Linked DNA regions of Mus musculus: regions 2, 3 and 4 are each linked to region 1. The links are chromatin contacts, called in public promoter capture Hi-C maps. All regions are on one chromosome and are shown on one strand. Each heading gives the region's core, a stretch centred on a gene start, on an enhancer-like site or on the middle of the called end of the contact. The rest is flanking DNA. Distances are from core to core; before and after follow the strand shown. Region 1 holds the start of Ubiad1 (UbiA prenyltransferase domain containing 1). Region 2 holds the start of Elovl1 (elongation of very long chain fatty acids (FEN1/Elo2, SUR4/Elo3, yeast)-like 1). Region 3 holds the start of Ctps (cytidine 5'-triphosphate synthase). Region 4 holds the start of Utp11 (UTP11 small subunit processome component).

Region 1 (3,056 bases), core at 361-2,860:
CCTCCTTGCCCAGCCTCAACTTGTTTTTTCACTGTTTGTTTTGTTTCCGGTGTTTTGAGATAGGGCCTCACTATGTAAACTGGACAGTCCCTCAACTGTCCTGGAACTCACTATGTAAACCAGACTGGCCTTGAACTGACCGATCCTCTTGCCTCTGGAGTGTTAGACTAAAAGGCATGTGCCACCTTGCCTGGCCTAACATCTGTGTGGGTTTTTTGTGGTTTTTAATTTTTCCTGATCATTTATTTTTTAAAATTCACTTTACATCCCCATCGCAGCATCCCCTCCCTCCAACATTTCAACTCTCGTTGAGTACCAGCTGTTCTTTCACAGGACTCAGGGGCAGTTCCCACGTTAGGATGTTCACAAAAGCCTGCAGGGTGTAGGGTTGGGATGTAGCTCAGATAGTAGATTATCTGCCTAGCATGTGGAATCCCCAGCACCCCATAAAACCAAGTGTGGGTGAATGCTTGTAATTCCAGCACTCAGGGAGTTGGAGGAGATTCAAGGTTGGATCAAAATTTCAAGGTCATTATGGGCTACATTGCCAATTTCTAGCCAGCCTGAGCTATATAGGCCCCTGCCATTTTATTATTGGATTTTTTATGAATAGGTGTTTTGCCTGTATATATGTATATCTAGTGTGATCTTCTTGCATGTATGCATGCCTGGTGCCTTTAAAGGCCAGAATAGGGGGTCAGATCCCCTGGAACTGGAGATACAAGCAGTTGTGAGCTCTTGGGGGTGCTAGGAATCAAACCCTGTTCTTTGGAAGGGCAGCTAATGCTCTTAACCGCTGAGCCATCAGTCCTGGCCCTGTCTCCAGAAACAAAGCAAAAAACCATGTAGGTCTTTACATCTTAGTACACAGAAAGCTTCCTACTTCTTTTTCTTCCAGCTATACATACATGTTCCATCACATAGTACCGCATTTTCTTTTCCAAGCTCTTGGCTTATGAACACTTCTCTTTTCTTCTTTCGGTCTCTCCTCTCTTCCCTTCCATTTCCTTTCCTTTCTCCTTCCCTTCCCTCTTCTCCATCTCCTTTTTGCAGGGTGGTGGTGGCACACACCTTTAATCTTACTCAGCTCCTGGGAGGCAGAGGCAGGTAAATCTGAGTTCGTGGCCAGCCTGGTCTACAGCGTGAGTTCCAGGACAGCCAGGGCTACATACACTGAGAAACTTTGTCTTGAAAACCGAAAACCAAACAAAAAGATAATCTCACGAAGCTTGAGTTGGCTTCAAACTCACTATATAATAAGGGATGTCCTTGAATTCTCTTCCTGTCGTCGTCTCCCAAGTTCTAGGGCCATAAGGATGCACCACCAGCCCAGCAATGCGCACAATACTTTCAACGTAGGATGTATTGGGGTAACCACAAATGAGTCTTATTTCTTATTTCAGTAAGTGAACCTGCCCAGTATAACGCAAAGCGACACGCCCTGAAATCCCAGGAGGGCTAAACAGCTGCTTCTTTCCAGTGACTTGCTTTTAGCTAATTTGTTGAACCTGGGCTCTGGCCTTTGACCACACCCCTCTCCGACCACGCCCCTCGCCGGCCTTCACCGGGCCCTGCCCGCCCCAGGTCCGAGTTTCCGGGCCGGCCTCCTGAGGCCGACGCACAAGATGGCGGCGCCGTCCGCCCGATAGGGGTTGCGGGCTGAGGCGGGTTATTGAGTTGTGGCACGGGGGAAGCGACCCCAGACAGGCTTCGCTCAGGTGACAGGTGGGCGGGCAGCGCCGCTGGCCCCGTGGCGGTGCATGGCCTGGTTGCTGTCTTCAGTTTTCCCCGCCTCCCAAACCCTGACCGGGGGCGGAACCAGAGAAAGGTCAGGCCAGGCTGTCCCGCCTGTCTCCGTCCTGGGGCGGTCCCCTTGAGTGGCTCACTTTTAGAATTGACTTTAGCCACGTGTAGCTTCCATGGCTGCGGTACAGGCCCCGGGGGAGAAGATTAATATCCTGGCAGGAGAGACAGCCAAGGTCGGGGACCCGCAGAAGAACGAATGGCCCGAGCAGGACAGGCTTCCCGAACGATCCTGGAGGCACAAGTGCGCCTCCTACGTGTTGGCCCTGAGGCCCTGGAGCTTCAGTGCCTCACTCACCCCTGTGGCCCTGGGCAGTGCCTTGGCCTACAGGTCTCAGGGTGTCCTGGATCCCAGGCTGTTGTTGGGTTGTGCAGTGGCTGTCCTGGCTGTACACGGGGCCGGCAATTTGGTCAACACATACTATGACTTTTCCAAGGGCATTGACCACAAAAAGAGTGATGACAGAACTTTGGTGGACAGAATTCTGGAGCCCCAGGATGTTGTTCGATTTGGAGTCTTCCTCTACACCTTGGGCTGCGTCTGTGCTGCTTGCCTCTACTACCTGTCCGCTCTGAAATTGGAACACTTGGCTCTCATCTACTTCGGAGGCCTGTCTGGCTCCTTTCTCTACACAGGAGGTAAGAATTGGCCTGTTTCCTGCTCTAAGGTCCCAGTTGCCTAAACTGGAAACTGCTACCTTCCATAGGAATGGTAGACGTGTCAAAGACGCCTTACTAAAGTAGGCCACTTGACTGGAAATCCAAAATGTGTGTATCGTGGATACTTTGAAACCTTAAGTTGTGAAAATACTGGTTTGGCAGTGGATTATGAACACTGCTCCCCCGATGGAGACATGGCTTAGCCTTTAAGATCTCTTACTGTGGGCTGGAGACCCCCCTACAGTTGGCTTAGTGGTTAAGAGCACAGGCTGCTCTTCCACAGGTCCTGAGTTCAATTCCCAGCAACCACATGGTGGCTCACAGCCATCTGTAATGGGATCTGATTCCCTCTTCTGGCATGCAGGCTTACAGTGCAAACAGAGCATTCATGTACATAAAATACAGAAATAAATAAATGTTCATACTTACCTGGCAAGGGAGATGCCATGATCTCAAAGGTGGTTTTCCTGGCCAAGACTTCTCTATTGTACTCCAATATGCTGACCCCTGTGATTTCCCCAAAGGTGGGAAACTCAACTGCACTATATATAAAACTGCTTTTATAGAGGACCCATGTTCTGTTCCCAGCACCC
Region 2 (3,056 bases), core at 239-2,738, about 30 Mb after region 1:
GAATTGAGAAAGCCAAGTGAGCCCCAGCCTCACCACCTCTGACCAGCCAGATAAGTTTGTAGGTTCTCCAGAAACTTCTGGCCAGGACGTCTGGCCAAAGCCAGAACTGCTAAAAAATCCACACCCAGCATTCTCTCCCAAACCAGCCATGAATTCTTAGTTTGTCCTACTTTAGAATGGGCATCACCCTTCCCTACCAGGGAGGGGTGAGGACACCAGTGGTATGTGAGGAGGTGGGAGAGTGGGGGAGGTCTCAGGAATCTTTCCCTCTTCTGGGAGGGAGCCTCATGGGCTAGGTCCCCTCCTCCTCAAAGTTGGAAGGAATGCCAAGGGAAAGTTTATAGGGATACAAAAATTTAGCCTAGACCCAGGAGAGCCTAGGACTTTGTCCCAGAGGACTCCGGCAATTGCCCAACAAGCGGAGTGCTCCAGCTGCTCTCCATCAATCTCCAGCCTTGGGGCTTGAGTTCTACCATCCACATCCACGCTCTCACACAGTAATATGTACCTTCATCACACCGCTCTCAACCACCCCCAGAGACATGCATACCGCGCCAGGAGCTAGCCAGCATACATCCACACACAGTCCAGGCATATCTTGTTGACCACATCACCCAAACAGGCCTCCCTACTGGACTCGGACATGCCAGGCTCCTAAACTTCACACCTGTCAGGGATTGCATTAACCGCGGGACATACAGCTGACCAGGCATGGGTACATCTTCACCCACACCTCCCTTCTGCACACACAGCTCTCTGGTGAGTGACACTCATTTCTTCCTACAGTTAGACTTTGGTTGGTGGCTTATGTTGGAGTGGGGCCTAGCACTTAGGCATGTGCTCTGACACACGTGAGCTTGCCAGTTCCTTATCTCCTCCCTCAACCACCTCCTCCAATTCACTCGCCCTTCACCACCACTTAACACCGGGAGATACACAGTGACCCAGAGGGCAAGAGGGAGTCCAGACTTCTGAGGATCTCTCCCTAAGTTTGAGGGAAACCCGGGTGCGCACCACCCCCCTCCCGCAGTGAAACAGAGCCAGTTCCCTTAAGATGGATGGAAAAGAAAAAGGGCACCGGCATGGGGCAGGAAGGGAAAAGAGAGGAGTGGGCAAAGGGTGGAAGGCCAGGAGGTGCTGAAAAAGAACTAGGTGTGAGCAAATGGGGGTCAGGGGCCAAGGTGCCGGGGAGGGATCCTGTGGGCAGGCCCAGCCCCAGTGCCTGGGACCTCCCACCCACTCGCCCCAGGAACAGCCTCGCCCACAGCCTGGGCAGGGCAGGGCAAGGCAGGCAGGGCAGGGCTAGCCTGGCCAGCCAGGCAGGGGGCGCTGGCACGTGGGGAGCCATGGAAGGTACACACTCACCAGTGGAAACCAGGCGGGCAGCAGTGAAGGGTTCAAAGGGATCAGGGCCGGAGAGAAGTCCCCAGGGCCGCCTGCCGGCCACTTCCTCATCTGCTGGGCCGACTTTCTGTCACCAGAGGGGGAGGGGGCGGGCCGGGCGGGGGGCGCCTGCTGATTGGGCGGCTGGCCGAGGCAGGAGGGGCCGTCCAGCGCCTGCCTGGCCGCCAGGGCGGGAGCAGGGGCGGGTCGCCAGATCCCGGGGCAGGAAGCACACCCAGCCCCAGCTCTCCACCCCTTCCTTCGCATCTCTCAGCCTGTCCCGCCGATGACTATGGCTTGGCCCGCACCCAGCTTCTTCTTGAGGTTCAGCCTGCATGGCCCCATTCGTGGTCCTCTGTCCAGTCCAGCATGAGGACCCACTCATCTCCTGTCTGCTTTGTGACAGTCGCGGCTTATGATTACGGGAAATTTCCAGGGTTCAACCGTTCCCTCAAGGCTTTTCCTGGAAGAGGAGGGCCAGCTGTGCCTACTAAGGGCTGATTGGGGTGGCGGGAGGCTTTAGCGGGAGGCAGCAGTCGGCCACCACCATGCTTCTCAGAGCCTATAAACTTGGATGAGTCCTAGCTTTAGGAGGCACAGAGAGGATTTCCTGGAACGGAGATGGGAGAATACAAGTGGCCCCAGGCAAGAACTGTGAATCACTGTCTAAACTGGCCTTCAAGGTAGTGAAAGGGGGTGGGGGTGGGGGTAGCAAGTGAAATTGGCTGTGGTTCAATGTAGTAGATCTTGGAGGCCAAATGAGGCTGCCTGACTTATTCTAGAAGCAGAAGAAAACAAGAATTTTGAGGCAGCTCATCTCATCTGTCAGACATTTACTGGCCATCTACAGTGAGCGAAACCACATTAAGCTCTGCTCCCCACACTAACATAACTTATAACCCAGGTACAAGGTACTAGAGAGACCAGGTGAGAGGAAAACAGCTGGTCTGAAGAGGTAACAGATGGGGTTGGGAAAGCCAGACAACGTTGCAGGGGTAGGGGTGGGGGAGGAGTTAGATGTCAATTCAGTACCACCACCCACCCACCCCAGCACCAGATAGTCCAACTATTGCATGGCATGAAATCTGTCTTTCCTATAAAGACTCAATTACAGCTTGGACAACTGGATGATGTAAGTAGGCAGAGAGTTGAGGAATTTAGAAGAGGCAGTGGCTAGGAAGGATAATAGGTTCATAATTGGTGGATTTGGTTACCTAGGCATTGATAAGAGATGAAGGCCAGAGTATAGTTTTCAGCATTCTTTAGATTACCTGTTTACCTGTTAGCACCTACTCTTGACCAAAAAAAAAAAAAAAAAAAAAAAAAAAACAACCAGCAGAGAATTTACTTCCAAACCCAGCTTCTGTATCATTGTATACTAGACCCCCATGTCCCTGAAATGTCATTCTCAAGCCATAGCCTGAACTCCAGCCATCAAATGTCAGCAGCTTTCTCTCCAGTGAACATCTGTGGTGGATCCAAAAGCTCCCAGTGGAGCGTTCGGGATGGTGTTTTGCATGTGTGATTAAGACTTGTTAGATGAATGTGCACAAATTTACATACAAACATATCCATCTATGGGGCTGCCTCTGACTCTCAAGCCTTCATCATCGTGAGATGCAGTCAGATCTCCACTCTGTAAACCACTCCTGCTTCTGACTAATGTATTTTCT
Region 3 (3,056 bases), core at 392-2,891, about 28 Mb after region 1:
GCTCATGACCAAAACACATAAAAATATTTAGTTAACAGGAACATGAACAATGGCTGACTAGAACTCGTACAAGGAAAAGGGTGGAAAACAAAACCCAGAGATAGTCAGTGCCAACATTTTCCTCGAGTTTTGCTGAAAAGTGACAGACTGGGAGGTGAAGCAGAGATGGCTGTAGACAAACAAGGGCCCTGGGCAAACATGGGAGAACCATGTAACACTCTGCACTGGGGTAGTAGAAGGAGAAAACTGGTGATGTGGAGGGGAGACATCCCAGGCATCGGTGAGTTGTATGGCACCTGAAGCAGTGAGAAGAGGGGGGCTGCCCTCTCCACTGCAGCCACTTGTCTGAAGTACCAAGATGAAAGACCATGCTGCTCGCACACATGAAAGCAGGCTGGTAGACAGAAGTTCTCTTGTTGGCTTGCATTTTCTTGGTGAAATGGAAAGCAAGACCATCAAAGAGAATATGGGAGAGTGGAGGGGAGTGAAGGGGTCCCCCAGAAGAGCGACTGGGGGAGGAGTTCAGTTTTGTACCTCTTATGGAAGCTTCTTGGAGCAGAGCAGTTTGGGTATTTGGGCAGACTCAGAGCATGCTGTTGGTTGGGATCTGAAAGAATCCGGAAGTCTCCGAGAGAAGCCCCTGTAGAATTCTCCTAAGTGGTTTCTTGGAATTCTACTTGTTTGAGTCATTTTCCTGAAAAAAACCAGTATGGTCATGGGAGGCATACCTTTTCTTTAACTCTTTCAGCAAAGACAGAAGAAAAAAAAAAGCAATAAATTACTCCTAATGGAAGGAAACAAGCCTCCTGGATGGAGTTCAAGGTACAAGGTACTTCCTAAGGAAACCTTTGTGTAGTTTTTGCAGGGTGGAGGGTATTAAAAACTCACATGGGTTTATGTAGTATTCAAAAGACAAAATCATCACCTTGGGTGCTGTAAATCTTTTGCCTACAACGCTCTGCATAGAGCTGCCCTTCCAACCTCTCCAGCCTGCACTGTTCACTCTGCAAGGCTCTTCTGGACCTCGCCTGGAATGTGCACACAGACTTTTTCTTCTGCCTCATTTTCTATTCCTCCCTCCCTTCCTTGCCAGTAAACGTTTCTGCTACGTGTTCAGAACCCGCTGTACACTAACTCCCCAAGTCCCAATCGTCTGTGAAAATCCCCATGACTTGTTAGAAGTGGGCTCGTTTGCCTCTCTACATTTAGTGCCGGATGGAAGTAGGCTCGCGACAGTTGTTCTAATGCAGGCACCGTCAGGGTGCGTTGTGTGGAAAGGCAGCTGGCTAGGACGTGAAGCCAAGCGGCCCGGCCTAAGAGGGAGACAAGCAGGCACCGGGAGAAGGCGGCGGTGCGGGGCGAGAGCACGAGATGATTTGGCCCGCAGCCTGAGGGAAGGCGGATGGGAGGTGAGAGTGTCCACCGGCTATTGCGGGACCAGGCAAAGGCCCTCAGGGTTCCGGTTAGATGCGAGTCACCAGCATCCTCTAGACCTCGGGCGAGGAAGCCCACAGAACCCACAACTCCCGAGACCCACCCGCAGTAGCCACTCAACAAGCTGCGGCGAGACGTCCCGCGCATGCGCGCCCTAGCCCCACCCTCCCCTGGGCCCGCCTCTCCCCGCCCTCTGCGTGCGCACCGCCTAGAGCCCGCCTCTCAGAAAGACGGCTGGCGCATGCGGCCCGGCCGAGCACTGGCTGCCCGAGGCTCACCACGCGCGCGCCGGCCTTGCTGTGGCTGACACGAGACTCCGAAGCCGGCCTCAGGTAGGCAGACTTCAGGGATCCCGGTGGAACGGCTCCCGGGTGCAAGAGCCTGTGGCGCCGACAGAGCCCGGCGCGGACGGCCACGCCGCCGGGGCGATAAACGTCTCTTCTCACCAATCAGGGGAGAGCTGGCCCGGCGTTCTGCCCAATGGGCTGCATCTCTAACGGGAGTGGGGCGGGCAGTCCCGGAACGCGAGCTGCCGGCTCCCGCGCGCGGGCCGCGTGGCCCGGCTAAGGAAAGGGGCCGAGTCCGGCGACGCGGGCAGCCGGGCTTGGTGAGGTAGAGAGCGCGGTGTGCCGCCGCGGAGGGGTCTCCCAGAGCCCCAGCCTGTGATGGGGCCCGACTGGCGGCCTTGAGCTCCTCCCGGCGCTGCCCGGCGCGCGGGAGGAAGGGGCTTGTAGGTTCGCTGGGCCTCACGGCCCAGGCTACCCAGCTGCTGTCTCTCTTTCCAGCCCAGCGCGAAGATGCTGGCGTTCTTGAGGCCACTACGTCAGCGTGGCTGCCTTACGTCCACACTCATTATTTTAAATCCTCAGCAGCCGGGTGACGCGGGTGGGTGCTGCTGTGGTTCTCGTCCCACTTTTTACGGCGGTGCGAACCCGGGCATCAGGCACTTCGGGGCTAGATTTAGATTTCAGCACATCTGCGGTGGATCCTGAGCCTGATTTTCACCAACTTCATTTTTTTTTTTTTTTAACAAAAGCTTTCACATTTTTCATTCGTGAATTTATCTGGTGCCCCTTGCTCTATATTATAGCTCCTGTACTTGAAAAACCTTTTGTGTCTTGTCATCTTCAGAAAAAAAAGTGCAGCGTGGACATTCAACTTTGCCCATGGACTGGCCCCTGGCCATCCCTTTGCCCTAATCTTTTTTTCTTGGTGCATCCTGTGGGCTCACCTGCTTGTTCATGCTTTGCCTGATTCCTAGCTCATTTCAGTCAGTCAGCCTTACGGGCCCATTACAAGGCAGGTTTTCAAAAGGAGCTCCTGGATCCTCCCTCAGTCCAGGTCATCTCTCCCGGAGATACTTAAGTTGGACCCACATTTGACTTAAGTTTGTGGTACCCCCAGCATGTGAGTAGCTCTCCCATAATAGGTAGTTTGTAAACGTTAGGGAATGGGTCCTCTCCAACTGGCTCTTTGTGGCTTTTGGAATATTTTTTTGCCAGTCACTCTGGGAGACTGCCAGAATCTTAGTGTCTGTCTGTCTGTCTGTCTGTCTGTCTGAGTCTCAATCTCTCTCTCTCTCAGAAACACACACGCACATACACACAGAGAGATCTGAATAA
Region 4 (3,056 bases), core at 193-2,692, about 24 Mb after region 1:
AGTCTCCCATAGTGGAAAAGATTCCAAATGCCAACAGATGAAAACATACGGGGGTGGGGTGGGGGTGGGGGTGGAGGGTGGCAGGCATGGGGGGGGGGAGAGCACAAACAAACCCAAACATTGCTGTGATGCTTGGCTGGGTCCAACTCTCTCTTGTGCTACTTAAAGGTAGCTTTAGTGGTGACAAAAATAACAGGATGGCTGGGCACACTGTCACACACTTGTAATCCCAGCTCTTTGCAGACGCAAGAGATCACTGTGAATCTGAGGCCAGCTTGATCTATGAGTGTCAGTGCAGCCAGGCCTACATAGCTAGACACTGCCTCAAAACATCAAACCTAATCAGACTAAGTCAACCCCAATAAAACAAACTAACAAAACAAAACAAAACAAAAACAGAAACAAATCAATTTTATTGTGAACCTGCTAACAAGTAAACCCAACATTAAGCACTGAAAACATATGTCTTTTAAACCTCAAAATCCTGAGGGTATAGTATTATTTTATTATTTTACAACTAGATGTGGATACCAAGCCTCAGCAAAACTAACTTTCCTTGGTTAAGAGCAGAGCTGGCACCAGAACACTCCCTCCACAGTTCGCGGCTCTCTATCCATCACATTAACTACCTTATGTTAAGTCGGCCAGCTAGACGCACAACTTTGATGGCTGTGAAGGACTCGGAACTTTATTGCTATTAGATGATTCTTTTCTACTCTGCTTATAGATACAGTTCTGCCACTCAGAGCCCTTGATACTCCTATGAGCAAGACCAGTCTGCTATTATTATGTTCGTTTTATGGGTGAGAAAAATGATGCTCTTTAAAGTCAAGCAATCAGCTCAGAGCCACGCAGCCAGAAGTCAGCTGAGGAGCCAAATATGGTTTTAAAGTACTCTTTCTAGTATACTGTAAGATTCACATTATTTCTAGTTTTTGGTTTGTTTGTTTTTGTTTTGTTTTTAGACTGCGATTTATTTTACTATGTAGCCCTGGCTGGCCTGGCAATCACTATGTAAGACCAGGTTAGCCTTGAACTTACAGAAAATTGCCAGCTTCTACCTCCAGAGAGCTGGGGTTAAAGGTGTGAGCCACGTTCTAGTTCTACTTAGAATCTTAACCCACACCAAGTCTCAGGTGACAGCACATGCGCACACGCAAGCCGAGCGTAGCCAGAGAGCAGTGCCAGCCATGTGTTCCCAGATGCCAACGTGCGGCCTGGAGCGAAGTCTAGGTCTCTGGACCAGTGGACGTTCTCTGCGAACCGAGAGCTGTGAAAGAATCCCAAGACTCTAGCTTTGGAAACTACATCTCCCAGAACCCTCCGATTCAGGCCGCTTGAGAGGGGCTGTATTTCCGGTAAAGCAGGCTTCTGATAGGCTGCATTGCAAGCCGCGTCTTGGGCCTGCTTCCGGTGTCTTGGCGGACGCGGCGGGGTGGGTAGTGCTGTCGTGGTGGTGGAGTTTGCTGAGCATTTCCTAGACCTCAGTAGGCATGTCGGCGGCTTTTCGCAAGGCAGCCAAGACCCGGCAGCGGGAACACCGAGAACGAAGCCAGGTAGGCCCTCGCAAGCCTCAGGGGCGCCTGCAGTGGCCCCCGCCCCCTCGCTGTCCCTGCATCCGGATACGGGACAGCGCATCTGCCTTCAGTCAATACCCAACACATGGGGCCTGACCCCAGCGTGCCTTGTCGGGGAGACCCAGGGACAGGGTAGGAGGATTGTCATTCTCTACGGTAGAGGGTCAGTGGGTAATTGAGTGAGGCAGGGTGTGCTAGAGGCCTTTCCCTGGGAACTTGAGACCAAAGTCAAAGGAATGTAACCGAGTGACCAGCGACAGTAGGCGCCTCACAACCGACGCATGCCCGGGTGTTCCTAAACTGGGCCCAACTTTTGGCATGGGATTTGCGGTTCGTGTAGATCTGTCATATGCTTCCCCCTAAAATCGTGGCACTTTCCTTATCCCTTCTGGAGAATGTCTTGACCATTTACAAACTTTGCTGGACCTCATAGCCCAGGTCTATAATGGCATCTACCCAAGAGGCCAAGGCAGAAGGATCCCAAAATCGGGGCCTGTCTGGGTCACTTAGACCTGACTCAAAAATCTAAAAAAATTCTAGACATAGGCCTCAATGGTGAACTGCTTGCCTAGCAAGTAAGGGCAGTAGGCGTAGTCCTTGGTAAGAAGAAAAAAAGGAGGGAAGTGGGGAGTTCCCCCACTTAATTTAGTTAGAATAAATAGGTGTGGATTTACTCAGGAGAATGTGTTAGGGTTTGGATATGCAATACAAATAAAGATGTATGCAGAATCACTTTATCCACTTTGCCATTCTCAGAAATTACATCATAACTGGTTCAAACAAGCTTTTAACAAGCCTTGGAGAGAGGGCTTAGCCGTTAAGAGTACTCGGCTGCTCTCTCAGAGTTCAAATCCTAGCACTCACATTGTGGGTTCACAAATAGCTTTAACTCCACTCTAGGAATTCCACCACCCCCTCTGGCCTCCATAGGCCCTGCACTCACATTCATTCATATTCTTTATCTCTCTCTCTCTCACACACACACTAACTTTTTTTTTTTTTTTTTTGGTTTTTCGAGACAGGGTTTCTCTGTATAGCCCTGGCTGTCCTGGAACTCACTTTGTAGACCAGGCTGGCCTCGAACTCAGAAATCCGCCTGTCTCTGCCTCCCAAGTGCTGGGATTAAAGGTGTGCGCCGCCACCACTGCCCGGCCACACTAACATTTTTTAAATTAAAAGATTACTGAGTGTGAGTGTGTGAGCGGGTGTTTGTGGGAGCACATCCTGGGCCAGGGTTGTGATTTGTCCGACATCCTGACGTGGGTGCTGGGATCTGGAAGAGGAGAATCTGTGTTTAACTGTTAAGCCGTCTTTTTACTCCTCAAACAAATATTTTTTATTATTATTTTTCTTTTCTTTTTAAAGGCAAGAGGATCAATAGTTCAGGGAACGCATCAGATTTTAGGATGTTCTGGGCTCCATGAGACAGGATCTCAACAAAACAAAACAGGCTGGGAAAGTGGTGCAGCTAGCAGATGT

Evidence for each region. Promoter capture Hi-C pulls out the DNA fragments that hold promoters and counts their contacts.
Region 2: a promoter capture Hi-C map of pre-B cells shows a contact between it and region 1. The contact joins the promoter of Elovl1 here to the promoter of Ubiad1 in region 1. A contact is called at or near these places in 5 of 39 promoter capture datasets (cranial neural crest, frontonasal cranial neural crest, maxillary cranial neural crest and 2 more).
Region 3: a promoter capture Hi-C map of second pharyngeal arch cranial neural crest shows a contact between it and region 1. The contact joins the promoter of Ctps here to the promoter of Ubiad1 in region 1. A contact is called at or near these places in 4 of 39 promoter capture datasets (cranial neural crest, maxillary cranial neural crest, pre-B cells and 1 more).
Region 4: a promoter capture Hi-C map of pre-B cells shows a contact between it and region 1. The contact joins the promoter of Utp11 here to the promoter of Ubiad1 in region 1. A contact is called at or near these places in 2 of 39 promoter capture datasets (cranial neural crest and pre-B cells) and 1 of 484 Hi-C or Micro-C datasets (CD4 T cells).

The regions. Positions count from the first base shown.
Region 1 is chr4:148,443,314-148,446,369 of GRCm38.p6, reverse strand. It overlaps Ubiad1 (UbiA prenyltransferase domain containing 1), which reads left to right and starts at 1,610. Exons shown (of 2, transcript NM_027873.3): 1 at 1,610-2,442. The coding sequence starts at 1,920. It also overlaps the pseudogene Gm23303.
Region 2 is chr4:118,426,525-118,429,580 of GRCm38.p6, reverse strand. Elovl1 (elongation of very long chain fatty acids (FEN1/Elo2, SUR4/Elo3, yeast)-like 1) reads right to left here and starts at 1,488. Exons shown (of 8, transcript NM_019422.3): 1 at 1,366-1,488.
Region 3 is chr4:120,568,861-120,571,916 of GRCm38.p6, reverse strand. It overlaps Ctps (cytidine 5'-triphosphate synthase), which reads left to right and starts at 1,641. Exons shown (of 19, transcript NM_016748.2): 1 at 1,641-1,766.
Region 4 is chr4:124,691,940-124,694,995 of GRCm38.p6, reverse strand. Utp11 (UTP11 small subunit processome component) reads left to right here and starts at 1,442. Exons shown (of 8, transcript NM_026031.3): 1 at 1,442-1,556. The coding sequence starts at 1,494.